Linked DNA regions of Pan troglodytes: all the other regions are linked to region 3. A link is a contact called in public Hi-C data. All regions are on one chromosome and are shown on one strand. Each heading gives the region's core, a stretch centred on a gene start, on an enhancer-like site or on the middle of the called end of the contact. The rest is flanking DNA. Distances are from core to core; before and after follow the strand shown.

Region 1 (4,043 bases), core at 578-3,077, 370 kb after region 3:
AGGATTCTCCAAAATGAGACTTTTAGAGAGATAGAATACACATAGCCCTTGCCTGAAGAACTGGATAAATCCACCCTGTCTTCATCAAACATGGTTAGCCCAGGCATCATTTGAATGAATGCGAAGGGAAAACTAACTTCTCGATGTTTTTTCTTGAAACTCTGCCTGTGCATTTGCTCATGTCATATGAGCATATAGAAGAGAAGCCAGGTCACTGAGTGAATATTGGCCCATAACACATTTTATGGAAGGCTATTTGGTGCCTAGTCACCCCCAGAATGTCTTCATATGAGGATTTACTGAGCCAAAAACAATTTAAGATTTATTTGAGAAGTCACCCAAGTGATGAGTCCATTTGTGGATACAAAGATATTAGTGATTAGAATGGTTGCATTGGAGATGAGAAGTTGCATTGCTGTTGCTGCTGTTGTTTTATTCTTTTTCTTTGCTCTTATGCAAAATACTGTAGGAAAATAATTTTTAACCAAGTTTAATGTGAGATTTTACTTGTGATTTTGATATTTTGATCCCAAGCCTTTGGGTAATCAAATACTTACAGTTGGAGAAGTCAAATTTTCTGTTTTTATTTTAACAATCGTTTTAGCTTATTGAATGAAGGAGTGGACACTGGCTAACTTTACAGAATATTTTATCCATAATTAAGAAATGAAGCTGAAATAAGAACACTGTTTCTTATGGGTTTAAAATAATACAGATAATGTATTTTAATTCCAAGTGCTTTGGAGATAAAAATTTGAGGGAGAATAAACCAGTACACACCTGCACACACATGCACACACACACACACACATTTACACACATATAGAAAAAAATACATTTTTAAGGCTTACCTACTTACATATATTGTGTTTAAATGAATATCCACTACATCCAACTCTTGTCGCTCTCATCCATCTTAGATATTTAATTTAACTATAACATTAACAGAGAGCTATGGTTGAGTTTGTAAGAAAATATCACATGCACAACATATATTTGTGTAAGGCATGATGCTGGGTTCTGGATGTTGACTGAGAGATGAAAAAATGGACATCATTTTGACATCGGAAAAATTCATAAATTTGGTGGAGAACAAACATCTGTCATACAAGCTAAATGAGCATAAGTTGCATTTTAAACTCAGCAGTTCACAAATTTATCAGTTACAACCTTGGCATCTTCTTTGATCCCAACTTCCAATTCATCTATCTTATACTTTTCTCACCTTGGCCTCTCCAAATTATCTCAGTTCCTCTCCCCAGTCAGTCAGTGTCTACTTCCTGTGGGTAGATCTACAATTCTGTAATAACCTGTCACTCTATAATTCAAGTCTCTCTTGATTGACACTGCCCAAAATGGTAGCCCCTAGCCACATCTGGCTTTTACATTAATATTAAAATTAAGTTAAACTTTCAGTTTTTTATTCAAACCAGTCACCTTTCAAGTGCCCAATAGCCACATATGACCCATGGCTGCTGGTGGTGGATGATGCTGGTATTTCTACTGGCTCAGAAAGCTCTGAGCTAGATCTGCGCTAAAGCACAGTTTAAAGCTCGCTTGCCAGGCTCTGCTCCCTGTGGTTTCCTCAGGCAAGCGAGCCTCCAATAAGTTGAATTTTCATTGTTTTCTGCATATATTCTGAGCTTCATTGACTTGGGGGCTTTGCTATTTCCAAAGCTTCAAGAGTTCTTTTGAAATCCTGTTGTCATTCAAGGCCTAGAATAAAGAATTCTTTCCCCTTCTTTTAAGAAGCCTTTTCTAATCTTCCCAGTGAGAGCTTTGACTCCTCTGGAATCTGAGAGCACACTGTGTGTCTCAGCTGTGCTTCACTCAGAGCTCTGCTTCAGTGACAAGAGCTGGATGCAATGAATGTCCAGTCATTCAAACACAGCATATGTGAGCAGATAAGCCTTAAAAAATTGTGAACTGCTGAGTTCAAAATGTAAGTCTTCAGAGGAATTTTTTTTTTTGCTCCAGTAGCTGGTTATGCTATTTTTTTGAGGTCAGGGGAAGCATGGAATTTTCATATTTCATGACCTCTGGTTTTTCTTCTTTGTGTGTTTTATTTTACTTATTTATTTTTTAAAGTTTTGAGGACATTAAAGAGAAAATAAAAGAATAAAAAGGGGAGAAGAACACAATTGGTGACAAAATCTGAAGGTGAAAAGGGAGAAATAGAGTTACATCAACCATATATGAGGGAAGGATGGGGTTGCTGCACATTGTAGAATAAAGTCCTATAATTAAATTCTTTTTCTGCCAATTTGCTTTCTGGATCTATGTGAGTTAATTATTGTCACTAAACCTGTCATTTGTTTTTGTTTTATTTTATCTATAGAATAAAAATAGTAATGCTCACCACATAAGTTGTAAATATCCCTTAAGGTAATATATGTAAAAGTGCCTCTTAAAAAAAAAAACAAAATGTCTCATACAAATGTGAGTGGTTGTTTACAGCAAGCTTCCAGAAAAGGAGGGTTTGGAATGGGGAGAAACACATGTTCTCCTGTCCCTTCACAAACCCACTTTCTTCTGACAAAGCTCTGCCGACTGATAAAGTTCCAGTAGGCTCTTTGTGAGCTATCCAGGGGGTTCTCTTTTTATCTCACAGAAATATTTATGTATCTACAAATTTCTATAATTTTTTAATTCCACCCTCCTTGGGATGTAGTTATGACTGTTGAATATTTACTTTTCAGACATTCCTTCTCCCTTTGAAGAAATCCACAAAAGAAAAAGCAAAATACTGACAAGTTTTCAAAGCCATGATTTACAGGAATGAATTCTGAAAAGCAAGTGGCTAACATCCGAGTTCATCATCAAATAATATTTCTAAAGCACCCTCTAGTGTCTGGCCCCAAGCCAGATGATTCAACGCCTGGAGAAGCTACAGACTTTTTAAAAGTAAAATAGACTCATGTCTGCTCATGAGAAGCAAGTCAGCGTCATTTAGGATGCCTTAGGAATGTCTCTCTAAATGAGGATTAAAAATGGATTGCTGTAGAAAAAGTAATACAAGTACAAACACTAATAATATTGAATGCAATTTAAATTCCATTTTAAAATAGATAATAGGGTTTAAAATAACATGTTGAAAATTACACTGGAATTAGCAAAATTTAAAATCTTAGGAAGAAAAATCCTGATTTGTATGTGAAAATGTTTTGAACTGAGGAAAATTAAGACTAGCAGGAGTAGATAGGGGTTGTCTAGTAGGAATGTGAGACCCATCAGCCATCTGATTATGCTGTGACTGATACTAGCCTGTAGTTTTCACCCAGTAAATTATCAAGTGGTGCAGTAGAAAAAGCATGGTATGTAGAATCATAAGACTCATAGTCTGGGGTCACCTCTACTACTCACTTGGCCATGTGGTTTGGGACACATCACAAAAGATTTATGAGCCTTCGCTTCTTCACATCTAAAATCGTGATTATTTTGCCAACTTCATGGAATTGTTTAGACTTTAGAGGATTACATAGGATACAATGGACTAGTTCCTTGAACAAGTACTTGCCCCCAAAATGTTACTATTTTTTTCTGGTTGTGTGACTGATTTTGCAATCAGCAATTTAATAATAATGCATTCAACAGGTTTATAATATGCATTCAATGTGACTCTTTCATATATCTCATAAAAACAAATTTGAATATTTTTCTCATTTTATCACTCACATATCTTTGAGAATGGGATCATAGTTTTATTTTGATAATGAAGTAATAGAGTCAATTCCTGAACAGGCTAGTTGACTTTAATGAGAAATACCCATTTATTCACTCATTCATTTCATTTTCAACTCTTAAATCCATAATGGCCCCTTCACTAACTGCACTAACTGGGGTTCTTATATTAATAAGATGGACCAGATACTTCTATCACCTCCAAAAAATCTTTGTGGGCAGAGCAATAAAGAGTACTGAATCATTTTAAGAAGTCACATAGACAATGACTTTTGACCATGGAAGGACTGGGCTTGATCAAGCAAATTCTATTTCAAAGTTTTACTTGCAAGGTTATTTATTACTGTGTGGAATCTCACTCC
Region 2 (3,752 bases), core at 927-3,426, 510 kb before region 3:
CCCAGGTGGGAGGATCACTTGAGCCCAGGAGTTCAAGACCAATCTGGACAACATCGTGAGACCTCATGTCTACAAAAAAATAGAAAAAAAAATAGCTAGGGATGGTGGTGCATGCCTGTGGTCCCAGCTACTCAGGAAGCTGAGGTGGGAGGATTGCTTGAGCCTGGGAAGTCAAGGCTGCAGTGAGCTATGATCTCACCACTGCACTCCAGCCTGGGTGACAGAGCAAGACCCTATCTCCAAAAACAACAACAACAACAACAACAACAAACCCAAAGCCAACAATTCAGTTACTAAAAAATTTTAAAGTACGGCAGTGGAGTGGGTGAAGTGTACTCACACTTCATGTGAGCACTTTATGTTTGGAACAACAAATTCACATTTAAAGTATGTGAATCTGCCACTGCAAAGTTTATGAAATCTAAATACAGATCAAGTATTTTCAATGAAAATTTAGCACCCAAATTGAGATGGGCTGTTAAGTGTTAAATATATACCAGATTTTTAAGAGTTAGTATAAATAAAAGAATGTAAAGTACCTCTAACATTTTCATATTGTGTCAAGATGATAATATTTTAGATATACTGGGTCAAATAAAATAATGTTAAACAATTTCACCTGCTTCTACCACTTACTCGCTCTGTGGTTTGGGCAATTCCCCTAAACTCTCCAGGCCTCTGTTTCTGCTTATCTAAAGTCACTGAGTGGAAAGGCCCTGCAGGCTCATCTCAGGCTGTGGCTGAGGGAGGATGAGGACACTTAGTGGGAGGGGTAGTTCTGCAGCCATACTGTAAGGCTGGGTCTTGGGAGGGGTCACAGTCCCTAGTATAACAGGAATGCCCACCCCCACCGCTAGCATGAGGGTTCGTCTTCCCAGGGCTTGAAAGTAAGATTTACTTGACACACTCTGCCTAAGAAGTGGCTCTGAGCTTGGTCTGTTGGTTCTGTCGAAGGTAGTAACAACCACATCCTTCTAGCTTCTTGAGCCCTTCCTTCCTCTCCACTGAGCTTCTGAGCTGGGTGGGCCTAGGACCCTCCCTGTCCTCTGTCCCTGGGCTCCAGGGCCCTGCCTTGGACCTGCCTGAGTAAGGGAACAAGTAGAGGGGCCTCCCTGCTCTTCTCTGGGCTTTCCCAGTCTTCTCTAGGCAGCTGGAGGGGTGGGGATGAGGGCAACAGAGGACAGCCGCTTCTAGGATGGATACTTGGGGTTCCAGGCTGGATAACTGTGCTGGCGGTGGGGGGATCGGTGTGAACTTGACCCTGAGGCAGTCAGCGAGGGGTCCTGGGCAGCTTGCATGTGTATGTTTTGGCATGGGGTGTGATCAGGGCTGTGTGAGATGAAGGGCAGAGGCTTTGCAGAACAGCAGAGGCAGGAGATGTCTCTGATTTTGATCACTTAGTTCCACATACCTGGGGCTGCCTGAGATACGGTGCAGCTGTTTTCTGTCATGCTGATATGCATACAAAGCTAAAGAAGAGCCCGCCACCACTGAGCACCTGTTATGGGAAAGGTACCACGTGGGGAGCTTTAGGCACCTGCCATCATCGAATCTCCGTGGTAACCCAAGAGAGGAAAGGCCCCATAGAGAATTTCCCGAGGCTGCAGAGCTGGGCGGGCCAGAGATCGGATTTGAACCCAGCTGTCTGATATCAAGGCTTGGGGTCTTGAAGACAAGTGGCTTACCCAGGGTGGGGTGGCTCACGCTTGTAATCGCAGCACTTTGGGAGGCCCCAGGCGGGCGGATCACTTGAGGCCAGGAGTTTGTGACCAGTCTGGCCAACATGATGAAACCCCCTCTCTACTAAAAATACAAAAATTAGCTTGGTGTGGGGGCACGCACCTGTAATCCCAGCTACTCGGGAGGCTGAGGCAGGAGAATCGCTGGAATCTGGGAGGCAGAGGCTGCAGTGAGCCGAGATCGCGCCATTGCACTCCAGTGTGGGCGACAGAGTGAGACTCCATCTCAAAAAACAAAACAAAACCACACACACACAAAACACAAACAAACAAAAACCAAGTTGCTCACCCTTAGCTGCACATGTCCTCAGAAGCGGTTCGCTATAACCCCAGTGGCCCTGGCTTCAGGGATGGGAATCGGGGAGGGGTGGGGCTTGTCCCAGTCCTGGAGCGGAGCCTGGCCTGGAGCCCAGGTGGCGCTGAGTTCGCTTTGCCCCTGACGCCAGTCCCTGGACCCTGCGCTGTGTGTTCCCAGGGCGGGCAGGAAGGCTCTTAGAGGGTGAGCCAGGCTGTCCACAGGCGGCCTGAGGGGTCTGAATGGGAGGGCCAAGCGGCCTAACTCATGCGCGGTTTGCTCTTTAAACAGCTGCGCAGGTCGTCAGATGGCCTGTGAAGGTGGAGAAGGCCTTGCTGTCCCTCCTGGGACCGGGAGTCTCAACTTGCAGACCAGAGGACATGGGACTCAAATCGGACTCGGCCACCTCCTCCTGGCCTGAGGCTGGCGAATCAGACGCTGCTGCCACCCGCCTTTGGGCTCGAGCAGGTCATTTTCCACATGGCCACTGGGTGTCGCCCTCGCTCCACGAGTGGGCCGCCCTCGCCTCTGTCCCCGGCAACTTGAGCGCCTACTGTGTGCTGGCCTGTCCCGCGCGGGGAGGTGGCCCCTTGGCCAGGCTCTGTTCTGAAGGCAGATGGGCCTGACTCAGCCAGAGGTGGTGCTGTTTCTCCCTGTAAACGCAAGCTGTTTGCAGACAACAGCAGGATGTATCCGGACTGTGTAAGAGCATGCTTTTCTGTGGATGATATGGTTTGGCTCTGTGTCCCCACTCAAATCTCGTGTTGAATTGTAATCCCCATGTGTCAGGCGGGACGGACCTGGTGGGAAGTGATTGGATCAGGGGGGCGGTTCCCGCCTGCTGTTTGTTCTCGTGATAGTGAGTTCTCACGAGATCTGATGGTTTAAAAGTGTTTGGCAGTTCCCCCCTCTCTCCCTCTCACCTGCGACCATGTGAGGTGTGCCTGCTTCCCTTTCGCCTTCCGCCATGATTGTAAGTTTCCTGAGGCCTCCCAGCCATGCGGCAACTGTGAGTCAATTAAATCTATTTTACTTACAAATTACCCAGTCTCGGGCAGTTCTTTATAGCTGTGTGAAAACAGACTTAATACAGTAGAGGTCTTGGCTGTGTAGTCTTGGAGGCTCACCTGTTTAAGGAGTCTCCAGACCTCTTGGTGTCCGTTATTACTTTTGTGCCCTAGCTCACTCCCTGGGGCTTGGGAGTGCTGGTAACAAGGCCTCATGCCTTATCGAGCAGGGATGGAAGAGCCTCTGATGTCTAGTCACGTGAGCATTGCTGACAGCCGTGGAAAAGCCACTGCACAGGGGGCCTGCACCTCACAGATGCAGGAGGTCCTCACTGGACCATCTGAATGTGCTGGGAGGCAGGTGGAAGAGACCATCAGCCACCATCCCCGGGCCATCCGTGCCACAGGTGAGTCACCTGAGGTCACACAGGACAATGGCTTGCTCAGGGTTACTCGGCTGGTTGGGGCTGAGGTCTCCTCTGCCTCAGTTTCACCCCAGAAAAGGTGCTGATCACAGGCTAAGTCATGATACCCCCAAATTCACATGTTGATGTTCTAACCCCCAGTACCTCAGAATGTGATGAAATAAGGAAATAAAGAATTTCAAATAAGGAAATACAGTGGTTGAAGATGTAGTTAGTTAAGGCAAGGTCATAGTGAAGTCAGGTGGGCCCCTAATCCAATGTGACAGGTGTCCTTGGAAAGCGGGGA
Region 3 (3,966 bases), core at 962-3,461:
GATTTCTCTGGGAGGCACAGCCTGGGGGACCAACACCAACCTTGCTTCCATCTACTCTACATCTGCTCTACAACCTGCTCTACATCTACTAAGTTCTAGAGACCTGAGTCAGGATCAGTTTTCAAGATAATCTGGCAAAGCAGTGGTGAAACAACTCGGTTGCATGTTTCTTCTTTAAGATCAGGAACACTTTCTCTCCGAGAGCTCTTTAGGGATCCTACTACTTAGAGCTTTCTGGAAGTCCTGAGGCATATTGGCCAAGGGCCCTGTTTTAGAAAAGAAAGACAAGGAGAAACATAAAAGAAGCCCAGCTGAGTTATGAGGGGTGCATAGCAGGAGTTTGGGTATTTACACCCCAGGAGGTTCCATCCCACCTGAATGACCAGCCACTATTCCTAAGTGATCTGGACAGCCAGAGGCCCTATCGTGTGGGCATTTTTTTTTTACTTCTTAACTTTTGCTGCTGGTAATGGAGGTTACCCAAGCTTTGCTTATTTGGAGAGCCTGAGGCTGGAACAAGCACACTCCCTGTGCCCAAGGTGGAAGCCAGCAAAGTTCAGCATTGCCCTGTGTAGACTTTCCCTCCAGGCCTTTCCTTGCTCTTGAAGCTTGCTGTTCTGGAATCTCTAGGAAGGAGGTGTGATCTCAGCTCTCTTCTTTTCCAAGGGTTCTTATTCTAGCAAGAATGTCACTACATCCTAGCAACTGCTAAGATTCCAGGAGCATGGACAAACTTATGTGAATCTCTTACTTCTGCACTAACCTGAAGCACTGGGTAAGAGCTGTTCGTTGGAGCAAAGATTGCACCCCCTCTTACTCCTCCTCAAACAAGACGAAGTTACCCAGGGGTAAGAGGCTAGATTCTGTTCTAAAGGCCTGGGGATATAAGGAAACCCTCTTTCAACTATGCCTTTGAGGGAGGGGAGTCTCCATTACCATCTCCCTAGGTCAGGTATTACAACCTTCTTCACCTCCCAAGAAAATCAGATTAGCTTTGCAAACCAAAGCTGGAGATAGCAGAAGCTCCTCAGGAGAGAAGCAGTACAGTACTTAGGGACCCACGGAATCTAGGATCCAGCTCCAAGAGTCTCTCAGCAGCAACTCTGGGGCAAAGGCAGAGAGTGCAGTTGTGTGATCTGGACCCACACAAGTCCCAGGAAACCAGTGACTCCTCCTTGCCAAACCCAAGGCCTGGAAGGGTATTCCAGAAAGGCATTAGGGAGGGATTGGGCTGGGGTCAGCCGGAGGTCAGCTTTCAGAGATGGGTAGTCAAGGGGGTGATGGTACCCTCCATAATGCCTAGGCAATGAAGATAGAATTTTTAATGTCCAGAACTCTGATTCCTTTCCGATTAAAAACTCCACCTGAACCAGCTCCTTGACTCAGAGGCCCTGGAACTGACAACTTTGCAGCTCGTCTAGCTTGCCAGTGCGGCTCTCTAAACTCTGATCCATCCTAAAACAAATATGTAAGTAGAGAGTGCCACTGTGCATTGGGGTGAAATCTCAGAGAGTTCTGGGCCCCAGGAAAATAACTTTCCTGACCTCCTTTCCCTACTCTTTGTTCTTTCTACTGGACTCCAGAACTTAGGGTCTGGGGTCAACCATAAGCACTCAGATGTTACAGCTCGCTTGCTTCGGTGACCCTGGCCCTCCCGCACCAGGAATTAACCAGCGCTGCCTGGGTTAACACCCTGGCCCCGAGCACGCTTGGATATCCAGGAGCTGCTCCACACTCGGGGTCTGCCGCCTCTGGAAAGAGATTCTGGGAGGAGATGCGACTCTGTCAGGCGCCAAAGTGCGTTGAAACCCAAGCCGCGGTGTGGGGATCCCGGTGCACAGAGCTACTGCCCCTCCCTCCCTCCTCCCAAAGAGCACGGGCTGTGTCCTAGGAGCCCAAGTATAGGACCTCGAAACGTGCGGTGCCAGCCCGCTCTCATCTGCTAGGGACCGTTTCCTCCAGTGCGCCAGGCGTGCCGCTCTGGAACTAAAAGGGCAGAAGGGGTCGCGCGGGACTGAAGAGGAGGGGACGCAGGTTGGGAGAGGCCGGGTCCAAGCGAGAGCAGCTGCCAAAGTCTGCTGCCCGGGTCAGCAAAAACTTTGTCTTTCATTGCGCAGGCGCAGGGCAGGGTTGGGGGGCAGGGGAGGGAGGGGAGGAATCCTGAGGCAAGGGGCGGGGGTGGGGGTGGTGGAGGAGGGAGGGTGGTGGATTAAAATAAGTAGGCGGCTCGGTGCTAAGGGATGAGTGAGTCGGAGCTCGGCCTCTCCCCGGCACGTTCTCAGCTGCTCCTGGTTCAGACCCAGCGAGGGAGCAGCGAGCGAGGCTCACCGTCCCCGGCGTGCAGGATCCGGGGCTGCTGAGCGCTCGCTCCCGCGTGTCCGGCGCTTGGAGTCCCCGCGGCAGGAGAGGAGTCGGGACACTAGAGCTCCAGGGGCGCCTGTGGGCTCCAGCGCCTCCGGCTTCCCCAGTCCCCTTCAGCTAAAGCCCCAGAGACGTGCTCAGCCCCAGGACCTCTGCGGAACAAGGTAATTGCAGTCCTGGGCGCCTGGGCTCAGCAAAGCGAATGCGGGCAGGACTCCCAGGTTCCTTGTCACTGCGCGGCGGGTGCCTCCTCTCTCTCAATGCCCCTGAAGGAAGCTCTTGCCAAACGAATGCTGCAGGACTTTTGTGAAAGTGAGAGCAGGGTGGTTGGGGGTGCTGCCTCAGGACTTCCTGCGCGGGGTCCTCGGCCTCTGACCGCTGGGGATTAAGGGGGGCGGGCCTCCGCTACTGCCGCCAGCCCGCCCGGCTCTGCGGAATTACGGGCGAGGTGCCCACGGACTTTGAAAGTCAATCTGTGGGCCCCCTTTAAGAAACCAGAGCAACTTCAGCGGGCACAAACTTTCCTGAGACGCGCTCCTAGCTCTGGCTGACGCCTAGGCTGACGAAGAAGGAAGGGAGAGGGAGTGAATGGCCACAGCCGCAGCCGACCGCGCCAGGGACAGGTGCATGCCCCAGCCCGGTAGCGCTTTCGTTCAAGTTTGTCTTTTGAGGAGTTGCGCTCTAGTATGAGGCCGACTAGACCCGAGAGCGCAGGGCCGCGAGTCTGAACCCCGCCTTGCACTCGCGCTCTAACTTAGGGATATTCTCCATAGGATGATTGCTCTGTGTCGTCAAGGCCTGGAGCGGAACCCTTGATTGTCCTGGTGCAGGGAGGCAATGCAGTGGGCGCAAGCACTGCTTTCCAATTCGAGACCCACACACAGCACTAGTGGAAACTCTGTGGAGCCCTAGTGTCTCCGGGCTGGGGACAGGAAAAGTTCTGTTACTCCCCTGACTGTCCGCTAATCCAGCCGTCAGGAGAGAAAGAAGGGGGAAAGGGGTGAAGGGCTGCCTGCTGAACTAATTTCTCCTCGGAAATGTCTCGGATAAGAATGAAAAACCACGTTTAGTCCTTTTTCAGCAGCTCAGGCAGTAGCGGGTTGGGTTCTCAATGTGTAAAGTAGCCGCGAGGGTTTCTTTGTTGCCACAATTTGGTAAATTTCACCCAGGCTAAGAGCTGCGCATTGGCTCTGCGGAACAAAACCACGTGCAAGGCTAGGTGTCCCAGGTTCACAACCCCCTAGGGAAGAGAAGCGCTGGAGGGGACTAGCAGCGACCGGCGGCGTGTAGATGTTCCATCCCAGGCTCCTCGAGGTAATTGCTGTTTTATTAAGATTGGGGAATGGATCACCGAGGACGCAGCGGACATTTAAGTGCAGCCGGATGACCGTCTTGCCGATGGGTTCGTTAGATCTCGTTTGTTGGGAGAATGCTATAGAAGTATCCGGTGCCGGTCAGTCCTCTTCACGGGGGTCCGGACGCCTGTCACCACTCGTTGGAGATTCGATGTCAAGGCTGATTTTCTTGGGTTGCTGCTGGGCTCCCCCAGGCGCAAGCTCGTGGAGTTCGCTCCCGTCCTCATTAATGCAAGCAGTTAACTTGCTC

Evidence for each region. A called contact is a pair of places that touch in the nucleus more often than the background predicts.
Region 1: a contact with region 3 is called in a Hi-C map of stem cell-derived neural progenitor cells, with 4 times the contacts expected there. The contact joins the enhancer-like site here to the promoter of OSR1 in region 3. A contact is called at or near these places in 1 of 7 Hi-C or Micro-C datasets (stem cell-derived neural progenitor cells) and 1 of 1 datasets of contacts at active chromatin or transcription factors (stem cell-derived excitatory neurons).
Region 2: a contact with region 3 is called in a Hi-C map of induced pluripotent stem cells, with 4 times the contacts expected there. The contact joins the enhancer-like site here to the promoter of OSR1 in region 3. A contact is called at or near these places in 4 of 7 Hi-C or Micro-C datasets (blood, induced pluripotent stem cells and stem cell-derived neural progenitor cells), 1 of 1 datasets of contacts at active chromatin or transcription factors (stem cell-derived excitatory neurons) and 1 of 1 other capture datasets (stem cell-derived neural stem cells).

Annotation. Positions count from the first base shown.
Region 1 is chr12:103,889,249-103,893,291 of NHGRI_mPanTro3-v2.0_pri, forward strand. LOC134807944 reads left to right here. Exons shown (of 8, transcript XR_010149620.1): 8 at 2,700-4,043. All of the region lies in intron 3 of LOC134807945 (a long non-coding RNA gene), which reads right to left. Among named protein-coding and RNA genes, the nearest start is that of OSR1, 370 kb to the left of the region's middle. Within about 2 kb of position 1,828, at least 4 of the 24 cell types and tissues checked have an H3K27ac peak or open chromatin away from gene starts, as enhancers often do. A contact at or near this core is called in stem cell-derived neural progenitor cells, where this site is marked.
Region 2 is chr12:103,010,690-103,014,441 of NHGRI_mPanTro3-v2.0_pri, forward strand. No RefSeq gene overlaps it. Among named protein-coding and RNA genes, the nearest start is that of TTC32, 44 kb to the left of the region's middle. Within about 2 kb of position 2,177, at least 9 of the 24 cell types and tissues checked have an H3K27ac peak or open chromatin away from gene starts, as enhancers often do. A contact at or near this core is called in induced pluripotent stem cells and stem cell-derived neural stem cells, where this site is marked.
Region 3 is chr12:103,520,898-103,524,863 of NHGRI_mPanTro3-v2.0_pri, forward strand. OSR1 (odd-skipped related transcription factor 1) reads left to right here and starts at 2,212. Exons shown (of 5, transcript XM_001137836.6): 1 at 2,212-2,525.